Linked DNA regions of Mus musculus: regions 2, 3 and 4 are each linked to region 1. The links are chromatin contacts, called in public promoter capture Hi-C maps. All regions are on one chromosome and are shown on one strand. Each heading gives the region's core, a stretch centred on a gene start, on an enhancer-like site or on the middle of the called end of the contact. The rest is flanking DNA. Distances are from core to core; before and after follow the strand shown. Region 1 holds the start of Vps35l (VPS35 endosomal protein sorting factor like). Region 2 holds the start of Mfsd13b (major facilitator superfamily domain containing 13B). Region 3 holds the start of Usp31 (ubiquitin specific peptidase 31). Region 4 holds the start of Nucb2 (nucleobindin 2).

Evidence for each region. Promoter capture Hi-C pulls out the DNA fragments that hold promoters and counts their contacts. Capture Hi-C pulls out chosen DNA fragments and counts their contacts.
Region 2: a promoter capture Hi-C map of embryonic stem cells shows a contact between it and region 1, with 4 times the contacts expected there. The contact joins the promoter of Mfsd13b here to the promoter of Vps35l in region 1. A contact is called at or near these places in 2 of 39 promoter capture datasets (embryonic stem cells and hippocampal neurons).
Region 3: a promoter capture Hi-C map of adipose tissue shows a contact between it and region 1, with 4 times the contacts expected there. The contact joins the promoter of Usp31 here to the promoter of Vps35l in region 1. A contact is called at or near these places in 3 of 39 promoter capture datasets (cranial neural crest, liver and pre-B cells), 1 of 115 datasets of contacts at active chromatin or transcription factors (astrocytes) and 2 of 9 other capture datasets (adipose tissue and liver).
Region 4: a contact with region 1 is called in a promoter capture Hi-C map of pre-B cells, with 5 times the contacts expected there. The contact joins the promoter of Nucb2 here to the promoter of Vps35l in region 1. A contact is called at or near these places in 1 of 39 promoter capture datasets (pre-B cells), 1 of 115 datasets of contacts at active chromatin or transcription factors (astrocytes) and 1 of 9 other capture datasets (pancreatic islet).

Annotation. Positions count from the first base shown.
Region 1 is chr7:118,738,654-118,742,286 of GRCm38.p6, reverse strand. It overlaps Vps35l (VPS35 endosomal protein sorting factor like), which reads right to left and starts at 2,016. Exons shown (of 31, transcript NM_027815.4): 1 at 1,512-2,016. The coding sequence starts at 1,612.
Region 2 is chr7:120,980,668-120,983,896 of GRCm38.p6, reverse strand. Mfsd13b (major facilitator superfamily domain containing 13B) reads right to left here and starts at 1,388. Exons shown (of 8, transcript NM_001374644.1): 1 at 1,167-1,388. It overlaps Cdr2 (cerebellar degeneration-related 2), which reads left to right and starts at 1,585. Exons shown (of 5, transcript NM_007672.2): 1 at 1,585-1,920. The coding sequence starts at 1,845.
Region 3 is chr7:121,705,337-121,708,986 of GRCm38.p6, reverse strand. It overlaps Usp31 (ubiquitin specific peptidase 31), which reads left to right and starts at 1,545. Exons shown (of 16, transcript NM_001033173.2): 1 at 1,545-2,351. The coding sequence starts at 1,734.
Region 4 is chr7:116,502,673-116,506,049 of GRCm38.p6, reverse strand. Nucb2 (nucleobindin 2) reads right to left here and starts at 1,681. Exons shown (of 14, transcript NM_001130479.2): 1 at 1,566-1,681.

The sequences.
Region 1 (3,633 bases), core at 767-3,266:
CTTCACTGTGCAGCGAAGCCCATCCTCTCCTATAGCGTGCTCTGCCATCGCTGCCTCACCACCACCACCACCACCATCACTAAACACACTCAACCTTACTATCTCAACAGTTGCCAAAAATCAGACTTTTTCACTAATAAAGATATAGGTACCTCCCATTCGTACACCCCAGAACAGTTTGTCCTGGTTACACTGGCTGATTCCCACTACTTTCCCTCATTTAGGGAAAGAGCAAACTCCAAGATCCAAGTCCCTAGAATTCACATGGCAGGCTGCACGACTTTAGGTCAACTCGCATCCCATGGTCTCAAATGAAAAGCGGACTTGGTTAACTAAGTTAGCTAAGAGGCTAACGCTGACCACTAAGCACGTCCCTTGAGAAATGCGCTCTCTGGAGCAGAGGCACACTTCCCCTGGGCCTCATCAGCTCCCTCATGCATCGACAGGAACAATCACCGGGAAGAAGACGGACACAATTCTGTCTCTCTCATTAAAGAACACGAAGTCAGTGGGTAAAACTGAAAGATGGGCGTGCACTCCCACACACTTGCTCAAGAGAGACGGCTACAGAGACCATAGGCACGAGCAGAGCTGGGGTCTCAGCAGTATGGAAAACGAAAACATCCAAGGTTAAGCCAGCACAAGCAGGTGAAGCCAACCCACGGTGTGATACGGCACCACGCTGACGTGCTGTGTCCTTAAGTGGTCACTTAAGAGTCTGCAGGGTGGAGTGAATTAAAGTGTCCGGCCAAAAAGCCAGAGGGTTGATGTTGGTTATGTTCAAGGCCTAGCGCTACAAATTTCTTTCATGCTCAAACGCAGAAATTTTGCCCCTGAGATGCAAGGTCTCCAACGTCCAACCACATTATCATCCGCTTATCCTATGTGGGTTCTTTATCGACACAAATCACCTGTGACAACCTAAAGGTCACCTCACTTCTAAGCACAAAAAGGCCCGTATGCCAGTCACTTGGGTACACACTATTCCTTCCTGCTTGGTGAGCTCGTATGCATCCTGCAAGACCCAGTTGAAGGCTCTTCTCTGCAGTCTACCCAAGCCGCCAGGGGAGTTGACTGACTGCCCCCTCTCTCCTTTGGGCGTGTCCTCTCTCTAATACGTTCTACTACGTTGAACAACGAGGTAAAGAAGCGTGTCTGGGGACCCTACATAGAGTAGGGTGAATGGTCCCACTTTACAGATGAGAAAGTCTAAGGAGCTCAAGGAACAAGCGACCAGGTCTCCCAGGTGCAGACTCCGGGCGAATTCATCCCCTTCCCCAGAACTCCCAGGCGTGCCAACGTCTCCCAAGGAGGCGGAAGCCTTGGATGGAGTCCGTCTGAGTGAAGGAGCTGCGGAACAGAGGAGAGGAGCAGAGTACTGACAGCGGTTCTGCTCTTCCGTAGTCCTGACAGCCCGGGCGGGGACGGAGGCCACCGATCCCAACAAGGAGGACTGCCCACCCCCACTGAGAGGAGCCCTCCCCGAAGCCTACTAGCGGGTTTTTCCTTACCAGGGAAAGACAGCCATCTTCCCAGTCACATGATCGCCTGTTTTCCGCGTCCAGCCCCTTTTCTCACATCCAGGGAAGCTCGGCCCCGCCCCAGACGCCATGATTGTGAAGGGCAGCTTCCGCTCTGAAGATCCCGGGCTCCGTCATCCGCCATGATTGTGAGGGGCAACTTCCTCCGGATTCCGATCCTCCGCAGTTGTATCGGGCAATGGCCCGGCAAAACCCAAGCTCCGTCATCGGCCTTGATTTTATTTTTTCTTTTTATTTTGTTAATAGAAATCCATTTACGTCTGCCTCCGAATGATGGGATTAAAGGCCTGCATCACCACGCCTTGCTTAAATCCCATTCGTATTATGTAAATATGTGCACGGAGGTCAGTGGATAACGGACAGGTGTTGGTCCTTTCTTCGCTTGGCACTAGATGCCATTACCTTCTGAGCCATCCCATTCACACACACACACACACACACACACACACACACGATGCCATTACCTTCTGAGCCATCCCATTCACACACACACACACACACACACACACACACACACACACACACACACACACACACACCGCCCCCCAGTCTTGTAAGGGGTAAGACGCCACTGGCTGCTTGGCCCGCCTGCGCCCTCTAGTGACAAAAAGGAGTGCACACACCCATCCCTGCTGAGGGCCAGACACAAGTGATTATGAAGTGAATTCTGTTTGGTGTGGGTTCTCTTCATGCTTCGTAAGGATGAACACTTTGGGCATTTTCCCCCCACTACTGACAATCTACGTCCGAATACGGGCAAGCAAGTTCTGTTCTTGACCACAGAACTTTGGCGCTCCTGTTTTAAGCCCCACCCCACCCCACCCCCATGGATAAATTATGATAGGGTGACTGCACTCAATGCACTTTGCCCACTCCCTTCTCAATAGAAACTTCTGGAGTATCTATCATTAATCACTTGTTTTTGGAAAACTGATGCTCAAAGCTGGTGAGTGTCAAACTCTAACTCAAATAAGAATGGATTAAGACTGGGAAATTAGCAGACTGTCTATTCATACCATCCTGGTTCTACTCCCAAGTGCATTTCCTTATGGAAAGAGCAGCATCCTCTTATGCGTTCTGGAAAAGGCAACGGAATATACTTTAACTAGGACTGACATTTTCAGAGTCCCAGTTTCTTCCTCTGTGAAACTGAGCTAACTGCTAAGGTGACAGGAGGTTATAAAATCCCTGTCTCCGGGGCAAACCTCAGATGCTGTAGTTAGTGAGGCAGGCAAGACAGGCTGCTCTTGGTTGGCCTTTGCTCTCAGAGCCTTTCTCTCTGTAGCGCTGACCCTGGTCTATAACAGAGCAGGGCATCTACTGTAAATGGGCATGCCACTTGCCTGGGGACTGTAAAACAGTGGCTCTGGGATAGTTGTGTGTACAATTCTAGGGGACACTGCTGTTGGTGGTTCCTTTGAAAGAATGGTAGCAGTTTGGGTGGTAAGAAGCAACTATGAGGCACTAAAGGCAGGGGACCAATTGTCCTTCGTACATTCGTCAAACCCATCCCATCTTATGTATAAAATAGATGATGGGGAACTATCATAAAACAGGCTACATTTCTGGAAAGGATAGATAACTAAAGGGTTCTTCTTACCACATGCTAAGACCATGGTTTTGTGGCATCTCTGTCAGTGTCCCTAAAGAACTGTAAAATCTGGGCTGGAGAAATGCGTTATCTGGTAAGCACTTGCTGTTCTTCCAGAAAACCCAGATTTGATTTCTAGAACCCAAACTCACAACCATCTGTATCTCCAGTCCCAGGGGATCTGATGCCCTCTTCTGGCCTACAGAGGTACATGTGGTATAGAGACACACATACAGGCAAAATATTTATATACATCAAATAACTAAGTCTAAAAAAAAGAATCTTTTAAAGAAACTGGAGAAGGGCCATGGAAAAACACTGAATATAGAGAGCAGTTTTAAATGGAAACATTTTGTTCCTTTGCTTACATTGTTGTTGAAAATGGTTTTACTTTGTAGTCCTGGCTGGCCTGGAGGTATTGGTCCTCTGCCTTAGCCTGGTAGGTGCTAGGGTTGTTGGCATGGGACACTGCACTCAGCTTCTAATTGTGTGTGTGTGGCA
Region 2 (3,229 bases), core at 139-2,638, 2.2 Mb before region 1:
TGAGCTAACGCCTGCTTTGCTAGTACAAACTGTGGATAGACAATTAGATTTCTAACCCTAGGTTCTTGGTACCTTAAGGTCTATTAAGGAGTCTTTCTTAAGGAATGAAGAGGAAAATCTCGCCAGAACAACATTCCTGTAGGGACAGGGTTTGATGGTTGTGTGCCTTCTATCCCAGCACTCTGGAGGCAGAGCCAGCCTAATCTACATAGTGTGCTAGGCAAAGCTGGGGCTGCACAGTGAGACTCTGTACAAACAACAAACCAACCTCACAATGGGGAGGCTTTCTTGACCTTCACAAGACCATGTTCCCAGGAACAGGTGCATGTTACACTGATCTGAAAAGGAGCATCTTAGGACCCACAAGAATGATGGAGAGTGGCACGCCTAAGGCATCGTTAGCACTGAAAAAAGAAATTAGGGTGAAGTATTCCTTCCTCCAAATTACCCGAGATCTCAGAGAAATAAAAGTATCTCTGAGGATTTGTAGCTTCTTCCTAGCAATTTCTCCTGTTTTAAGCCATAGTAATCTGAGTACACTATTTTAAGGCCACAACTGGTGCTTTTTTTGGATAAGGCAAACTTTCAACTGCTTTCCACTTTAGTTCGGGTGACACTCCGGATCTGTGTGAAGGAGTTAACTTCAGGAGGTTTCTACCAAATCACTACTGCCAAACCTGAGTAATTACTCCCCTCCCCCCCTCAGTTGTCACAGTTCTTCTCCCGTCCTCTGTAGATGCTATCAGTTATAACATCCCCTCCCCCCCTCAGTTGTCACAGTTCTTCTCCCGTCCTCTGTAGATGCTATCAGTTATAACATCCCAAACATCTGCGCCGACCTTTCTGCCCTCTGAGAGTTTCCCTAAGTGAGGTACCCAAATATATTAAAAGTTTAACCCAAGAAACAGTAGTTACGGCTGTGTTAACAAGCTGACGCCGGCAAGCTGGCCACCAAGTGCAATGCCTGATCTTAGGTATTTATCCTGGGCTCTATGAACCTTTAAGAAATTCTATGCAAAACTGTGGCAACTTTTCTCAGGGGAGGCGGCTTCCACTGGCCAGCCCGGGACTCTGGAGTGTGAAGTGGGGTTGGTGACTGCCCTTTTAGGAGTTCATAGCCAGGCCCCTGGAAGGCCAGGGCTCCAAGATTGAGGAGCAGCTCTCACTCAGTAGCGTTCTCTCGGCTTTAACTTCCCGACGGACCATGAGTCTCCCTCCGAGCATCACCGAGGGCAGAGCCAAGGAGAGTTGGCCCGCATCCGAAACCCTCGGGTGGGAAGATGATGACCCGTGCCCAGAATTAGTAGTCCTCGGCACCCGGTGTTCGCCAAAGCCACCTCCACACTCCGGAACTGGAGTGCACTCAACTGAGGAGACGCGACGCAGACAAAAGAGGAGGGGCTGCCGACCGCACCCTCTTCGTCTTTCCCCGCCTCCTTTGTTCCTTCCTAAGCTATTATTGGCTGATGGTCCTCGGACCCGCGACCTTTTTTGATATTCTATTGGCTGAAGTCGCTGTCACTCTATAGGCGGCTCATTCGTGATTGGTCAAGGTGCCTCCCGGGTTTGAATCGTCTCCCCGGCTTTGGGAGGGTTCTGCCAAAGTGCCACGTTGGGCCGGGCAGCAGGCGTGAGGAGCCGGCTCCCGGCGCCACCCGGGGCGCGCTCGCTAGGGCGCCGGCCTTTGGGCGGCGCGGGATAGCGGCGAGAGCTGCTGCGGGACCTGCGTGTCCCGCCCCAGGGTGGCTCTGGCTGAGGGCGGCGGGGCCGGGGGAGAGCCCGGGGCAGCGGCCGAAACGGCAGGGCGGCGGCAGAGCCCGCTGCCCCCGGACGTCCCCGGCGACATGCTGGCAGATAACCTAGTGGAGGAGTTCGAGATGGAGGATGAGCCGTGGTACGACCACCGGGACCTCCAGCAAGGTGAGGGCGAGGTCGCCGGTCGGGAGGGGGGGGCGGGATTGTTGGGGTGGGAGTCCGGGGGTGGCAGGTGTGGAAAGTGCTAGAAAGTTCCTTAGGCTGGAGGTTTGGGATGCCGCGGCCCGGTGCTTCTTGCCCTCACCTGGCAACGGATCCGCCCATCCCGACCGCAGAGAGCAAGCGCGCGCGGCCCACGGCCCTGCGGGTGCGCCACACAGGCTGATGCTCGGTGCTTTAAGAAAGCGCTTGCCGGGTATGAGCGGATGGACCTCTGAGGTGGGCAGGAGTGGACCAGCTTGTCCTGCTCTAGAGGCGAGCTGCTGGCCTGGGTCCGGGTCGTGCTGCCCTGCCTGCCCCACATCGCCTTTCATGGTCCGCAGAGTCTGCAAAGCCGCTGCAGGTGGTGGGAGGGCAGTGCTGCTGTGCGGTACCCGCGCCATCTCTCTGTGAGAGTAAATTTTTTTTTTTTTGTCCCGTTTTCCAGAAAGCAGAGGCTAAAAGATTTAGGTGGATTCCCTAAAGCCGAGTATGAGGAGCCTGTAGACACTGTTCAGTTTCTTAGCATCCCAGTTTACAGCTTACTCAGTTGGGTATTAAACTGTTTTGTTTTGTGTTTTAATTTATTACTTAGCCATCGTTCATCGGGGGCTAAATGAAATTATTCGAGGGCAGCTCTTATCATGCGCTTATCTTTCTTTCGGGTTTTCAATTAAAAATAATCCTGCCTTGGTTTTCTTGCATCGGGGCATCTCCAGAGACAATCTCAAGAGTGCCCCCAGTCTGAAGCCAGTGGCCCATTTTCTTGTACATTCATAGCAGGATTTTGTGTTTGGGGACACTGATAGGCCGGCCCTCAACACCCTGGTAGGCTCCTTTAATTCTCCCAATAGCATAAGGTGCTGCAGTAGGTACCTCTGGCTGAAGAAGATACTGTTGGGGAGACTAGGTATTCACGGCAGACCCCAGAGTAGACATTGTTAACCACCATGCTGAGGGATCCGCAGGAATCCTTTGTGCTATTCTGTATAATGATCTCCACTCCAAACTTTTTGGGAAAATTAATATCTCTTTTGAGTTGGCTACTAAACACCGCCTCTTGTTCACAATTCAACTGAATCTGATGGGGGAAAAATTCGGGCTTGAATGATCCATACTTAGAAAAAGAAAACAGGTAGCTCTTTGGAGAGATGCTAATTTGTTTTTTGTTTTTTTGTTTTTTTTTTTGTTTTTGTTTTTTTGGTTTTTTTAATCCTGTCTGTCTTGATTTCTTAATGTGAAATGACCTAAGCCCACATAGATCCCTGTACTGCTA
Region 3 (3,650 bases), core at 296-2,795, 3.0 Mb before region 1:
AGGGCCACAGGCTTCAGTTTCTATTGTGATCTAGTGGCATTCTTTCTGATGCTACAAGGAGCCCAAGGTACAGCTAAGATGGATGTTTTAATTAGGAGGTAGAAGTGGAGGGGATTTGAGCCTATTCAGAGCAAACCAAGAGCATCATTACAGGATACCATATTTAGTATTGAGTAGAAATCTAGAGGCCAAAACTATTTGCTTTGAGATGGGTGTAGGGTGGCCTTTCTATCTTTAAAATGTTATGGGCTTTCTTTCCCATTATCTGTTTTTTGCAGTAACCAGGGCTCAGGCTCATCTCTTAGCAAAGAGAACATACAAAGAGAAGGTCAGAAACCAGTGGATTTTGAGTAGTAGGCAGCCTTAATGCACGCTGTTCTCCCATGCAGTTTTTTTTCCTTTAAAAAAAATTGAACCAACATTTAAAAATAGAATTTCCACCTTTTCTCTAAAAATCAGCTGATCTGGCAACACTAAGCCCTCATTCTCACATGGGAACAACTGACTGGAGGTGAGCGAAAGCCATCTCTTTAGAAGAATGTTAATTAGCAGGTTGCCGCTGTCCACAACATTTCTTGTATTCCCAAGATATGTGAAGTATGACCTGATCAGCAGATGACCGACCCCTCACCAGGATTCTTTGTTCATTGCTATGACCTATCTAGCCTCTGCGATAGTAGTGCATCTGTGACCCTTGGTTTAAAGGTTAAGTCTTTGAGCCAAACTTGGGTTTAAATGAGATGTCAAAGGCACTGAACTGAAAACCAAGGAAGGTATTCCATGATTGGCATAGTGTGTGGAATACAGAGGTAATCATGAATGAATACCTACTGAGAGTGTACACTATAGGAAGGCAAGCAGAAACTCAGTTAGTTTCAGTCTTGTCGTATCCTTAGAGTTTAGTACAGTATTTGGCAAACAGCAAGTGTTCAGTTGCTATATTTACTGAATGAATGGATGGATGAATGAATGATTGAATGAATGAATGAGCAAATGCTCAGTTTATTGAGTGATTAAAGGGAGAGCTCAGAGGATTTAAAGGCTGTATTTTACAAAACTTTTCAGCAAGGCAATTCTAATAATATTACTTTGCTGAGACCTCAAGGTACATCCTGAAAGAAAAGCCCACCAGAATGTGCCAGCTCCGTGACCACGTTCGGGTGGGTACGCGGCAGTCCCTCGGGAGCCAGGCTGAGTTAACCCGCCTGGGACAAGACAAAGCTGTATCTATCAGCTCCTCTGCCACCTGGTACGTGGCAGCTTGATTTCAGTACTTTCTCTAGATCTTTTCTATTTGACAAGCAAAGACAGAGACCCACCCCTAAAATCCACCATCCAGCGCCTGCCCTAACGTTTAGGACCGTGCCCATACTAAACATGGCCAGTCTTGAGCTTCAACACGCAGAACCACGCCCTAAGCCGAGGGAGTCCTTGAATCAGGGTTCAGGGAGAGAGCTGTTCCCACAGTCAATATGGCGGCCTCGCAGCTTCAGTGCGGGGCGGGGCTGCGATGCCAGCGAGTCACGTGAGCTGCCCACTTGGGCGGCCGCGCGACGCACGCGCGCCCCTCGGTCGCCGCTCTCTTGCTCGCTCTCTCCGCGGCGCTCTGAGGTGGTGTAGGGCGTGAAGCCCCCCGGGCCGGGTGAGGCGCAGGCGGCGGGATGCGGCGGCGGCCGTGGCGGAGTCGCGGTCCGGGCGGACTGGCGCGGTGATGAGCGTCGGCAACCGCCGCCATGTCCAAGGTAACGGCGCCCGGGCCCGGGCCGCCGGTGGCGGCGGGCGGGAAGGAGAAGCGCTCGTTCAGCAAGCGGCTGTTCCGGAGTGGCCGCGCGGGGGGCGGCGGCGGCGCTGGCGGCCCCGGGCCGGCCGCGCCCTCGTCGCCGTCGTCGGCGCGCTCGGTGGGCAGTTTCATGAGCCGCGTCCTCAAGACGCTGTCCACGCTCTCGCACCTCAGCTCCGAGGGCGCCGCCCCGGACCGCGGCGGCCTCCGCAGCTGCTTCCCGCCCGGGCCGGCCTCCGCGCCCACGCCGCCGCCGTGCCCGCCGCCGCCCGCCTCGCCCGCGCCTCCCGCCTGCGCCTCGGAGCCGGTGCCCGGCGTGGCGGGGCTCCGCAACCACGGCAACACGTGCTTCATGAACGCCACGCTGCAGTGCCTCAGTAACACCGAGCTCTTCGCCGAGTACCTGGCTCTGGGCCAGTACCGGGCGGGCCGACCGGAGCCAGAGCCGGAGTCGGAGCAGCCGGCGGGCCGCGGGCCGCACGGCCAGGGCGAGGTCACCGAGCAGCTGGCGCATCTGGTGCGGGCGCTCTGGACGCTGGAGTACACCCCGCAACACAGCCGCGACTTCAAGGTGAGCCCGGGGCGGGGGGCCTTGGAGCTCGGGCGCTTCTTGGGCTCCTCCTCTTCGGGCCGGGAGGATTTCTGCGCTGGATGCTCAGAGAGTTCTGGAAGATAACCCAGATGACAAAGGAACGCATTCCTCCCACCATTCATCCAGCCAGCTTGGCTTCCGAGCGCCAGAACATGGGCGCCAGGTCCTGTGATCCGCCTTGGGGATGGATGTTGCCAGGACCAAGACCCTGCCTTCATGGAACTTCAATCTTTGGAGCGGGTATTGGTGGGAGAGTATCTATCCATCTGGGTTCGAATCCGGCTTCTGCTTCTTAAGTAGTAAACCACTGAGCCTCTTTATGCTCCCGTTTACCTGGTACTTACGTTTAGCAAGTTGACAGGTTACGTTGGACAGCGAGATTACCCAGTTTGGGCACTTCTAGCGGGTTCAGTGTGATACATAAAGTGCTTTAGCTATGTTAGTACCGTTCATGCTTAGTGCTTTTTTTTTTTTCTTTCTATTCTTAAGTACAATGAACCAGGTGTTATCAGATAGTACTTTGAAGAAGGCAGAACTTGATGATGTAATAGATGGAGGAGGTGGTCCTGGCCCTTGGCTTGCAGCTGCCCGTGTGCACTAAGAGGATGAGATTGGGAAGCAGAGGAGTTTGCTGGTCCAGATGGTAAGGGTCATTTAGGCTATCCTAAGGAGTTGGGTTCTTACTGTAAGCTGAGCAGAGAGGTGATTGGAGATTGTATGAGGGATACTTTGAGGTGGGATATGGGTATGATATTAGCGAGAATGGAGTCGGACAGTGAAAAAATAAGTTTTACCATTCCTTCCCTCATTTCCTCATGCTTAGAACTCCACAGTTTGATAGTTGCCCCCATTTTTTGACAGTTGTCTCACCCTGATTTTCTACCAGCCTTCTTTATTTTTTTGAGACAGGGTCCCACTATGTAGCCCAAGGCTGACTTTCAACTCGAGATCTTCCCGATAGCCTTCTGTGTGCTGGGATCAACCTACCCCTCTCCACTGCTCTTCTAAAGAAAACAAATATCAAGTTTAGAGACGTTGGTAGACAACATTAAAAAATATTTACATAGGCATGGGGTGTGTGTGTGGCATTTGTGTAGAGGTCAGAGGACGATTTGTGGAGTCGGTTCTCTTATTCATTTATGTGGGTTCTGGGGATTTAACTCAATTTGTCATGTTTACCTGATGGTCCATCTTGTCAGCCCAACAGTAGCTAAATTTAATAAGGTTATTATGCTTTTATTGTTTTTTTTTTCTCTCATTTGTCTTCTATTTATGGCA
Region 4 (3,377 bases), core at 432-2,931, 2.2 Mb after region 1:
GTGGGTAAATGAAAATAGCCTAAGAACAGCATCTGTAAACCCACAAGGAGGCAGAGAGGAATTGTTACAATGTATTTATGGATGTTTTAAAGGACACCTTGCAGAAGCTGGTGCCCCCTTCTACCCTATGGGTCACTGGGACCAAACTCAGAGGGAGATCAGGCTTGGCTGCGGGCGCCTTTATCCACCGAGTCATCTAGATGGCTCTTGGAAATGAATTTTTGACCCACATCAGACAAACCTAATGATGGAGAGTCCTGTGCTCACCTAATAACTAGAGTGATACTATCTGAGATTTCATTTGTAATCCTAAATTTCCATTATTTTAATGTGCAACCCTGTTAATTGTGTTAACCAAGGAACATGTGTTGGAACATGGACCATTATTTGTTGAATTTGAGTTTTATAGAACCATAACACAGCTTATGTGAGGGAAAACTCCTGATACAATTTCTAAGATAAAATAATCTGAGCATTACTCAAGTCCAGTTTCTTAACAAAACCAGCCAGGGAAGACCTTAAGAAGCAATTTAAATAGCCAAAGGCTCCCTGGTCCAAATGCCTGGTAGAATACTATCACCTCTTGACAATTCTTTGGGACAATCATCTCAACATTTTAAGCTTTCCTGTAGGGAAATCCCAAAATTAACTGTAACTCACTATAACAAATATTTTCATTTAAGCCCCGTATCCTCCTGCCTCAGGCTCCCCTAACAGCTGATATTGTGTGAGTCACCACTTTCCTGCCTTTTGTCAAAATCAGGATGATTGGGGAGGGGGATAAAATGTATATTATTTATCCACAGTTTCTTAAATAAGAAACTTAGATGATAGCACTCGGCATTCAATTGTGTAAAAGGTACATTAACCCGTGTAAAAGGTATAAATTATCAGAACAAGGGTTCCTGTTCATTTTCATTCTCTTCCCCTCCACCCCTTTCTGATTTTGCAAAATAACTGTCTGGTAAGACTGCTGTCTGTATCAACCACAATAACCACACCAGCCCACGGAGGTAACATTCAGCAGGTGCAACAAGAAAGTAACATCTTTCTCTTCCCCCTAAATCAAAATGTATCCTCTTTCACCTAATTTGTCACTTTGGGGCAAACGATACTACAGCTGGCAGGAACTTTCTCCTTAGTGGCAGATGCTGGTTTCACATACCCCGGGGAAGAGCTGTGTTCCTGGGCCTAGCTTTGCTCCACAACTGGAGGGGGGCGGGGGGGCGCGGAGCATCAGCCGGGAATCGATAGGTCCAGAGACCTCACCAGTGGGCGAGCCCCTCGCCCACGTACCCCGCCCCAGTCTGGGTCCAGCACCTACTCTGCCTGCTCGTGCTACCCACCCGGAAGAAAAGCTCAAGCGCTCTGTAGCTAGAAGAGTGGTGGAGTGGACCCGACGCCTCCGGCTTCAGCTGGGAGACCCTCCCCAACCTTGCCCGCCCAGAACTCGGCCCTCCATGCCCACAACCATGGGCAGGGCAAGAACAGACCTGCGCCCTCTCTTCTGTGACCCGTCCAGCCTCCTCGAGGCTGGGATCTACACCCTGCTCCGCGCCACTGACCTTCTCTGCAGGGTCCCGGCGCGCGAGGCTAAGCCGACTGATGCCCGCCGCGAGCACACCAGTTTTCCCTGCCCACGGCCCTCCGCCTTGCTCTGATCCACAGCCTAATGCGTGCCCGCCTCCTGGTTGCCATGGTGACTGCCTCCTCCCCCCACAGCCGCTAATTGGTCCAGCTCCGGATCGCGGAGGACTCCTATTGGTGAACTGGTCCAGGGACGCGCCTACGCGAAGGCGCTTCTGGAAGAACTAGCCAAGAGGGACGTGGCGCTCTCCGAAGCGTGAGGAAGCCGCGCCTCTTCCTTCCCTTGCTGTCTTAGACTAGCTCTTAGTGCATGGCTTAGTAGGGTGAAGTGATGCCCGGGGATCCCCCACAAAATCTTAGGGTTTGCCAGGTTCTTGGTCTCTGGCATGAGCCTGCAGCGCCCACAGTGGTGGAGAAAAAAGTGGTAGCCCTCTTGTGAGTCTTGGAGAGCCTCTTTCCTGCAGGGACTCAGACTGGTATTTAACGTACCCCCACCCTCCTTATCGTGGTCCCTGAGTCCCTGTGACTTAATAGCATTTACCTCTCAGATACAGATTTTTCTTCTCTCTGCCCCGTGGAGTCAAGACATCTTCAACACATTTAACATTAACAACATTTTAACCGTGGGGCATTTTGTACGTGCTTGGAGGGTAGAAAAGCTTTAGAGCCTTGGAGCTGGTTTTGAAGCGTGAGTGCCAGTTACTCGCACCTGACTGATTTTTAGGGTGTTTTGTTTTGTTTTGTTTTGTTTTGTTTTGTTTTTCAACCCAAAGAAAAAGGTCCTAGGTTGTGTACTGACTGGCTGGTCTCCTTGCTGCAACGAAAAATACTAAGAAAAGCAGTTAAAGAAGGAAGAGGGGTTTGGTTTGGTTTGGTTTGGTTTGGTTTGGTTTGGTTTGGTTTGGTTTGGTTTTGGGGTTTTGCTTGTTTGTTTTGCTCACAGTTTAAGGGTGTGCTTCAGTACAGCAGTAGAAGAAGCTTGAGGCAGCTGGCACAAGGTATCAGGAAGCAGAGAGAGACACACGAATGCTGGCACTTAGCACTCTCGCTCGCTCGCTCTCTGTCTCATTCTCTCTATCTCTAGTTGGTTGAATCTACAAACGAAGAACCCACAGATCCAGGGGAGGGTAGACTGCAATGGAAACCACTGTTAGCAAGACACAACGTGGGTTAATGGCTGTGTGCACCATTAGAGATCAGACTTCTCTCTTGCAACACTCAACTTTTCTAACCCATCCTAAAGAAGGTATCAGAGCACTATGCTTCCATTTCCTTGTGTATAAAATGGGGTCAGTAACAGCCACACACACACACACACACACACACACACACACACACACACACTTACAGTCTATAAAAAAGAGTCAGTCACATTGTACTAACTCGGCCATTCTTGGGATGGTGACTAAACCAAAACCTCAGCCTCTAGATTTTAACTCTTATCCACACCTCTCGTCCACTTACTTTGAATAATATCCCAAAGCTAAGCTCCTTTTGTGTTTTAGAATGTTGTCCATTTTTTGTTTTGTGGCTCTGCTTCCACTGAGGGATTGAGAGCAGAGACATATGTTTAAAAAAAAATGAACAAGTTGAATGTAATGACACTTGAAGAGGATAAAAGATTATGTTATAGGCACACTAAATTTCAACTTGAGAGATATTACCTACATCCTAAGAATCGTTAGTAATCCTGTAATATTTGAGTTGATATTCCACCCCAGCACTGTGGGAATTGCTAGACTCACTAGGCACGGTGGTCCCCACGCCTTCAGGATTAGCATATGGTAGAT